3 separate regions of the Mus musculus genome follow, and regions 2 and 3 are each linked to region 1. A link is a contact called in public Hi-C and promoter capture Hi-C data. All regions are on one chromosome and are shown on one strand. Each heading gives the region's core, a stretch centred on a gene start, on an enhancer-like site or on the middle of the called end of the contact. The rest is flanking DNA. Distances are from core to core; before and after follow the strand shown.

The links. Promoter capture Hi-C pulls out the DNA fragments that hold promoters and counts their contacts. A called contact is a pair of places that touch in the nucleus more often than the background predicts.
Region 2: a contact with region 1 is called in a promoter capture Hi-C map of liver, with 6 times the contacts expected there. The contact joins the promoter of Elp1 here to the promoter of Rnf20 in region 1. A contact is called at or near these places in 1 of 39 promoter capture datasets (liver) and 1 of 484 Hi-C or Micro-C datasets (CD8 T cells).
Region 3: a contact with region 1 is called in a Hi-C map of CD8 T cells, with 11 times the contacts expected there. The contact joins the promoter of Smim27 here to the promoter of Rnf20 in region 1. A contact is called at or near these places in 1 of 39 promoter capture datasets (cranial neural crest) and 2 of 484 Hi-C or Micro-C datasets (CD4 T cells and CD8 T cells).

What each region holds. Positions count from the first base shown.
Region 1 is chr4:49,630,802-49,633,501 of GRCm38.p6, reverse strand. It overlaps Rnf20 (ring finger protein 20), which reads right to left and starts at 1,442. Exons shown (of 21, transcript NM_182999.2): 1 at 1,291-1,442; 2 at 990-1,137; 3 at 92-248. The coding sequence starts at 220. Gm45952 (predicted gene, 45952) reads left to right here and starts at 1,550. Exons shown (of 2, transcript NR_168526.1): 1 at 1,550-1,647; 2 at 2,639-2,700.
Region 2 is chr4:56,801,020-56,803,728 of GRCm38.p6, reverse strand. It overlaps Elp1 (elongator complex protein 1), which reads left to right and starts at 1,398. Exons shown (of 37, transcript NM_026079.3): 1 at 1,398-1,570. Abitram (actin binding transcription modulator) reads right to left here and starts at 1,400. Exons shown (of 6, transcript NM_001081420.1): 1 at 1,003-1,400; 2 at 82-133. The coding sequence starts at 1,117.
Region 3 is chr4:40,268,205-40,270,904 of GRCm38.p6, reverse strand. It overlaps Smim27 (small integral membrane protein 27), which reads right to left and starts at 1,326. Exons shown (of 2, transcript NM_001349093.1): 1 at 1,186-1,326; 2 at 677-867. The coding sequence starts at 1,230. The coding sequence ends at 763. It overlaps Topors (topoisomerase I binding, arginine/serine-rich), which reads left to right and starts at 1,064. Exons shown (of 3, transcript NM_134097.3): 1 at 1,064-1,231; 2 at 2,404-2,601. The coding sequence starts at 1,229. It overlaps Ndufb6 (NADH:ubiquinone oxidoreductase subunit B6), which reads left to right. Exons shown (of 4, transcript NM_001033305.3): 4 at 58-314. The coding sequence ends at 126.

The DNA.
Region 1 (2,700 bases), core at 193-2,692:
ATCTCTTAATTCAAGAAGCTTCCATAAATTTCTACTTTCAGGAACAACTGACAGAAGCCAAGCACACTTTTGCAGCCTCGTTTTCTCGTACCGTTGAAGAGACACCTCCTAACTTAATTGTTTCCACGGTGGTCCCTGAATCTTCAACAGCTGTCTTCTTCTCTGGAGGCATAGATGTGCCCGGCTCTCCAGCTGCTCTTTTATTTCCAATTCCTGACATCTTGGTATAAGATGACAGTTATATTTTTCTGAATGAAAAAACAGAAACAAAAATAGAAAACATGAACTGAATCAAGATAAGCAGACATGCCACAATATAAAGTACCTGTATATAAAAACTAGTAATTTTTTTCAGGCCAACTCTTTAACCTAAATCAAATAATTCTACGACAAAACCCATCAACCCTAAATCAAGAGAGAAGGGGGAGGGGAACTGTTGAGGAATGGGATTGACAGGATTATAAATTTCTACACAAGATGCTAATAACAAATAAAATTCTACTCAAATAATAGAGAAGCTATGAATAAATTTCAGGATTCTCACTTCCTGAGATGCCAAAAACAAAAAACTAAAAGAAGGAGAGTTTATTTATGACAGAGGTTAAGGTTAAAGTATTAGGAGACTTGGGGCAAGAGACGTGGGAAACATTAGCTAAGTCATTAATCCTATACAAGTCAGTTATCTCTGAATCTCGGTTTCCTAAACGAAGGACAACAACATGTTGCTAGACTTACTGCAACAAATGGATGGCATAGTTATAGAAACAACTTAGCATAATGTCAGATGAACACTAAGCACCCAGAAATGCAAGCGTTCTCTTTGCAGAGCCTTGTAAACGCTCCCTGAGCAGTTAGTTCTCCAGATGTCAGACGTAGGTGAGCACCCCAGCGCTTCCTTTGGGGAGCCGGGCTGCCTTTAGAGACCGAACCTGCCAACAATCCCCGTTTCTTTATCTGTTCAGACGGGATGCTCTTTCAGTATTTCCTACCTGACTCTGGTTCCGAAACTCACAAGGAGGTGGAATGGATGCTAGATGGCGAGCACCGCGGCCATCAGGGGTCTACATCCAGCCGGCTTCCGATCCAAACTCCGGGACGAGGCGTCAATGGCAAGCAGCAATCTGGGTTGGACCTCGCCTGCAAAGAGAGGAGACGGGAGCTGAGGAGAGAGCGCAGCTTGACTGGAGAGCGCTGGCCGCTGGCTCCGGCGTGGCTAACTACAGGCCGGGAAGATGGGACCCGAGAGTCCTCGCCGCTCACGGCCCGGGAGCAGCAGACGACAGAGCAAACCTGGGCTCTGGCAACTCCCGCCGCAGGGAGCGCGCGGCTCCCAGCGCTTCTTCACGAAGGCCCGAGAGGGACTCCAAGGGATTCACTTGGGATCCGCTGCGAGAGGGACTGAGCTCCACGGAGGCGGAGGCACGGAGAGGAAGTAGGGAAAAGGAAAAGGAAGTTGCTTCAACTTTACCCGAGGCACGGCGAGGAGAGGGCGGAAGTGACGTGTGGGAGACCGCCAGGCGGAAGTGACGCGTGAGGAGGGGGCGCAGTCAGTTCTGCGTGTGCGCTGCCGCCTCTGTGTTGGGATGGGCGGGGACTGTTTCAGACTCCAGTCCCAAAGTGACCGGTCTCTTCAACGCGAAGCATTGTGTACGGTTTTTTTGTTTTTTGTTTTCTTTTTTTTAAGGTCCATTATTATTACTGACGGAAAGCGTTTTGTTTATGTTTTGTGTTGGGGGGGCGGTCCTATCTCATCCAAGCTGCTAATTGGTTGATGGTCCTGTCCATCTCCCAAAGGGCAAGCGCCCTTACCTGAGGTGTGGGTGGAGCACTCTTTAAAGAGATGAAATAGCCTGCGTAAAACTCAAGGAATTTGACCGATTTCTAGTTCTGTGTAGTTTCCTTAAAGGGGATTCCAGCACGGCGATGGTAGCACTCGCCTTTAATCCCAGCACTCAGGAGGTAGAAGCGGGCTGATTCCTCTGAGTTCAAGGCTAGCCTGGTCTACAAAGCGAGTTCTCGTACAGCCGGAGCTACACAGAGAAACCATGTCTTGAAAAACCAAAATAAATAAGCACATAAATACATACATACTATGCATAGAAACCCTGCCTCAAAATAAATAAATACTACACAGAGAAACTCCTGTCTGGGAAGGCCAAAATAAATAAGCGGGGTCTCTATTTAGCACTACCTGCAAATGACACTCAGCTGGAGAACTTTAGTCTCTTGTAGGGTTAAAAAGTCACCTTCGCCGGGCGGTGGTGGCGCATGCCTTTAATCCCAGCACTTGGGAGGCAGAGGCAGGCAGATTTCTGAGTTCAAGGCCAGCATAGTCTACAGAGTGAGTTCCAGGACAGCCAGAGCTACGCAGAGAAACCCTGTCTCAAAAACCAAAAATAAAAAATAAAAAAAAAAATAAAGCCACCTTCATCCCATCCCATCTTCCCCCTATGGATTCTCATCACAGGTTTGGAAACTACTGCTTTAGTGTTTGGAGAGGATAAGATACTGACCAGAGACACTGGGGATGGGGGGGGGGGGGTCGGGGGGGGGGAGGAGGGTGTTAATTAAGAACAAGTCAATTAGTCTGTAATCTCAGTACCCGTCTTAATATGATTTTTTTTTAATGTGTGCATAGGTGTTCGAGTGCCCACATGTAAAGCTCAGAGGACAACTTTTGGAGCTAGGTCGTACTTCGAA
Region 2 (2,709 bases), core at 149-2,648, 7.2 Mb before region 1:
TGCTCATACCCGACCCAAGACCGCACCAGGCTAGCTACCAGAAGGAAAGTGTTGATAGTTTAAGATTCCCGGTTTGCTTACCGGTTGGAGTGCTGGAGTATACAGTGGTCCTCACAGGGTTTTCCTTTAACATCTAGAGGAATAAATGAGTCGCAGGTTGTTGAACTGGCATTTACCACGTGATTACCTCCTTTGGTTCATGAAGATTGTTCATTGCGAAGCTGAGCACAGTGGGCAAAGTAAATAAAGGCTATGAAGTATTTTAAGTGGCCTAATTTACATAGAATCCTTTACTCAGTGTTAAGGCAGGTAACATTCTTAGCTCCTCCATCTTGTCACTTTAAAATGAGTACACCTAGAGAAACACTATTATAAGCGCCACATTGCTGACATTATGGTGGTGTTTTGTGAGGCTGTCTTGATGGTATGCAAAAATCACACGTTTTTTTTTAAATTCAGTCCTAAAGAGAATTTAGGATGCTTATCCTAAATATTATATGTGGGTCTACCGGTTTCCCTGAATTTAAAAAGGCTAAAATAGAGGCTAGAGGAGGATCCCCAAAGGTGGTATCGGTATTTTCTTGGCAGAACGAACACCAGAGAAGCCTATTTCAAACGTCCAGTGGACAATATGCACAGTTTCTTCTTAACACTAGATACTGCTTCCTTAACATTTCTTAATTTTTCTCTCCATGCCTAAGGTTTCTTCCCGGTTCGGCGTAGGATTGATCCCTCCAAGCACACCAACCCTTAGTAGTGTGGGGAAAGCCCAGATAGACCAACGCGGAGTTCCTTAGTTTAGTTCACGTCCTTTCCTGCAAACAACCCACACATGGCGCTGCGGTTCCCACGAAGGAAAGCGCCTATTTTAGCTCTTCATCAGCGCAAATCTGTATTCCTGGGACTAGGATGCTCAGGGAAGAGCACGGGTGGCTTGCATCGCGTGGCAGAAGTGCCTGCACCCGTGCGGTAAAGCGGAGCTCACCACCATCCCGCACTTACCCGCTTTATACCAGCGAGTGAAGTATCGATCCACAAGGGAGGGTGGCGGGGCTTCGGTAGCTATGACTACCTCTGGTGGCGCCAGCTTGGCTTCGGGGCAGCGGAGCTCTTCCATCCCTCTAGTCCAGGAGCGTAGTTCCGGCGCGTGGGAGCCGGTTGGTGTCGTGCGCACGCGCGCGACTCCCCGGCTGGCGGCCAAACTCCCTCCCCGACCCCAGTCACCTGTGATCCTGGGCCAAAGCCCAACTGTGGGGCAAAAACAACCGGGTGTCAAAGAGCTGAGGGACAGCAGACAGCAAGGTCCTGCCTCTGCCGGGTGAGGGCTCCCCGATCCCCTGGACCCTCTGAGCACCCTCGAGCTCCTGAGGAGGCGCGTCTGGCCACACCCACCCGGTGACGTCACTCAGCGCGCCTCGCGGGTGACGCCACGTCCGCGCCGCCTTTCTGGTGCTACCTGGCGTGTTTCGCCCTTCAGTGGATCGTGTTTCTCGTCTCCCGTGTGCATCGGCGGTTCCTTTCCAAACCCAGTGCGCCGTGAGGGCTCGGAGCCGCCTCGAGGGCGTCGTAGGTGAGCATTCGCCCGTCCCAGTCCGAGCCGCTGTGTGCGGCCTGGTCTTGCTGTCCAGGGCTGTTCTGGTGCAGGGGAGATGCACGCGCTTCTGCCTGCGCGCGCCGGCGGGCCGGGCGTGGACCTCTTCTTTCTTCGAGTTTCGGATGCTTTCTGTACACGTTTTCCCCGGGGCCGTCTTGGGGCGCTGCGAGGGATGAGGGTCCGGTACCCCAATTGCGGGTTTCCTTGTAGCGTGTAGATAAAACCTCTACCAGCTTGTCGTGGAAGGTGATAGGTAAATAGAGGCCTCTGTGCTGTGCTGCGGGTCCCTTCTCGCTCGCATTTGGGACTTTTCTATGAAGTAGTGTATCTCGTGCTTCCCTACCTGGTGTACCTAAGCCGGGATTTCTGTGATGGCTGTGATTTTATAGTCTTTTGTCTTTAGGGCCTAACATTTGGCAAGGTTTTGTTGTAAGTCACATAACGGATCTTAGGTATTGTGTAAAGGATTCGTTTGCGTATTGAGAACCATGATATATAACCAGCAAATATCTCGATGTGTAAGTGAAAGAAAAAGAGACAAAGACAAATTTTAGTTTGTGGAAACAGAGATGACAATAAGTCCCAAGCCAGGATGAGCTATTATTTGATAAGAGATCAGCAGGTTCTCTGTTTTTCAGGTTGCATTTCATATGCTTGTAAGGGTCAGCTTATGATAATATCAGGATTGATTTTAATGTGAGTTTAATGTTTAGTTTGGTCTTGTTCATTTACAAGGTATATAGGTTTATCTAATCTTCCCTTTAGTGAGCTACCAAGCCTGAAGGTAGGGGAGAAAGTGGATCAATGGTCAGAATTTTGGGACATGATCAAAGTTGTATGAAAGCACCTCTTAGAACATGTGTGGGTGGAGTCAAGGGAGGTGCAGTTGGAGGTGCCAAAGGAAGGCTGTTAGCAGATTATGATCCTAGAAACATTTGGAAGATGTTTCCTAACTTTGAAAGCATTGAGAAAACTACAGGACTGTGTAACTCCAAAAAGTTAAATGAGTGAGCAGTGTCAGAATGACAATTTAGAGAAGTCGGTTTTCATGCTAAAAGAATTGGGGCATTAGAGAGATTAATGAGTTTGCCTTTTTACCAAGTGACCATGGAGGC
Region 3 (2,700 bases), core at 77-2,576, 9.4 Mb after region 1:
ACAATGAAATGTATATTTGGTGAAAAATCTCTATTAAACACTTCCTGTTTTCCCTAGGGTGATACAATTCTGGAGACTGGAGAAGTAATTCCACCAATGAGAGATTTTCCTGATCAACATCATTGAAGAGTCCTTAAAAACTTAACAGACTTGTGTAACAGCACAAGTATGTTCCTAAAGTGCTGTATTTACTGAATCTGTTTCCTGGAAAAGTAATTAATAAAGCTTATTCTCAGAGTGTTATCACTGTCCGTGTTACTGTCCAAAGGTTCTATGATTTGAGACTAACAGTAAAAAGACAAATACTAAACAGAGCTATTAGCTACTTTTTTCTGTCCATTTTGATAAACAGGATGCAAAACACATTTTAGTCACAGTGTTGTTTACATACTGATTTGACATGAGGATGTGAAGTGTTTGAGCACTAGAATGAAAAGCTATGACCTGATACAAAATAGAGCCGGGCGTGGGGGCGCACGCCTTTACTCCCAGCACTCGGGAGGCAGAGGCAGGCGGATTTCTGAGTTCAAGGTCAGCCTGGTCTACAAAGTGAGTTCCAGGACAGCCAGGGCTATACAGAGAAACCCTGTCTCGAAAAAAAAAAAAGGGGGGGGGGGGTGTTGTCCGATCATTTTGAAAAATTGGCATGTTAACGCTTATCACAAAAGGCCACACGCAAATTTGTATTGTGAATTTTACTTTGAGTCTACATAGGTGCCATCTGAAGAAAAGAAGTGTTTGCTAAGAATTACAAAAGTTCGTTCAGAAGAACTTGTCTGGAAACTCCTTCTGTAGTTGTCGTCGTGCAGCTACAGTCGATGCATAGATGACGAATCCCCAAGAGAGCAAGACGATTGCAAGGAGCAACTAAAAGGAGGGGAGGAAAAGCAAAAAGAAGAAATCAATGTGCCGGGTCCTTTCCCTGTGTAGCCCGAGCAAGCAGCTACAGGTGGAAAGGCATCACATGCCTCTAACACAGTGCAGCCCAGAGGCAAGCAGGCCTGCAACCCCTGACGTCAGAGGCGGAAAAGCGTGTCCTCCAGGAAGAGGCGGAGCCGAGGGCAGGGCGTGAACGCTCAATTTAGGAATGGGTTCTGGAGTTCCAAGCTGCGAGCCAACAGTCTACCTTCGGCTCGCGGGCCCTGCCATGGTGCGCTCTGGAGCTCCGCTCTGCTCGGTACCTACCAGGGAGTAAGTCCAGTCCAGGCTTCGGCGACTCATCGGCCTCATGGTAAGGGAGCAGCGGGGACGGGGTGGCAAGGGCCCTACAGCCTGCTCGCGGGCGCATTGCACCCCGATGCAGCAGCCATTTTTCAGCGGGACTCTGCGCGCTCCCGCGGGCTTCCGCCCGGAGTTGGAACACATCACGTGATCCGGGCCTAGCCCGCCTTTCAGGCAGCAGAGGGAATAAAAGAGAAAATGTGAAGATCGCGCCTTTTTTGCGCTCACATAGGAATTCCTTAACTGCTTTATCCTGCATTTGCAGTGCGGTATTAATACAAGATAGTGTGCCATCGTGTGCATATAAAAGTTTATTGGAAAATAGTCCACGGTGGAAGAATCAAAGTTGCCGTCCCACACCCACATCGGTTTCCACCAAATGCGGATAGACCTTCATATGTTTATGCTTGACTTAAACATCTTTTACGTAACAAAAACATCGTTGGGAACTGTTAGTTGAGCCGTTCACCAAGAACAAACAGAATATTATCGCTGATGGCTGGAAATCTTTTCAAATATGTTGTACAGGTAGCCCGCATGGTGGATCTGCCGGCCAACAAGTGTTGACGGGCAGTTTGTCGAATGCTTGGGACTGCAGCAAGTTTGAAATACTAAGTCCCGAGAAAGGCAGCTTGGCAGGCCAACTATCAGGATGCTGGTGGTGTGCAGAGTGGAAGCCTGGCCGGCAGAGGCTGGGCCGCTCGGCTTTGGGCGCAGATGTGTCAGATACATTTTTAGTGTAGATTTCCGAGAGTGGAAAGAGGGAAGCGGGCCGCAGGGAGTTATGGCGGGGTAAAAGAAATGCCTGATGGTCAACCCAGCTGAAATAGACGGAAGGACCAGGGTGCTCTGGGAGCTCAGTCCAGTTCCCGTGGCACCATAGAGAATCCTAACAACTTGTTGAAGTTTGTGAGGTTCCACTGATACTGAGGCAGCCTTTCTGCATATTTGGTTGTGATTGTGGAGTTTGTGCTGTGCCCCCCCGCGGTGGGGGCAGGGCAGGGTCCGGGGTCTGTGCCGTAACGTCCCGCCTCCTGCGTGCGGCAGCGGTTTGGCGCATGCGCCCAGAGCTCGGGGGAAGGGGGTGGAGGAGCGGTGTTTTGCTGCGCGGGCTCGGGGGGTTGGTCTCGCCTTCTCTCCGCCTCCAAACTGCCTGTGGGTGATGAACGTTCTACGTCATAGGGGTCGCAGCCGCCGCCACCGGGGTCTCCGCTGTCTCGCGAGGAGGGTGAAGCGCCCCCTCTGGTGCCTGCCGAGGAGGGGAGGCGCCGAAGCCGCCGGGTACGCCTTCGCGGATCCTGCCGCCACCGGCCGAGCTTACTGAGCCGGCGGGAGCTGGCTTCCAACGGCCCAGCGGTTCCTGCCACCGCGTCCTCGGAGGTGAGTCGGCCGGGAACAATGGGTGAGGGGTTCCAGTAGGCCCTGGAGCAGCCCTGTGGTCTGGGCCTTCTTCCACCCGGAGCTCCCAAGGGCTGGGGT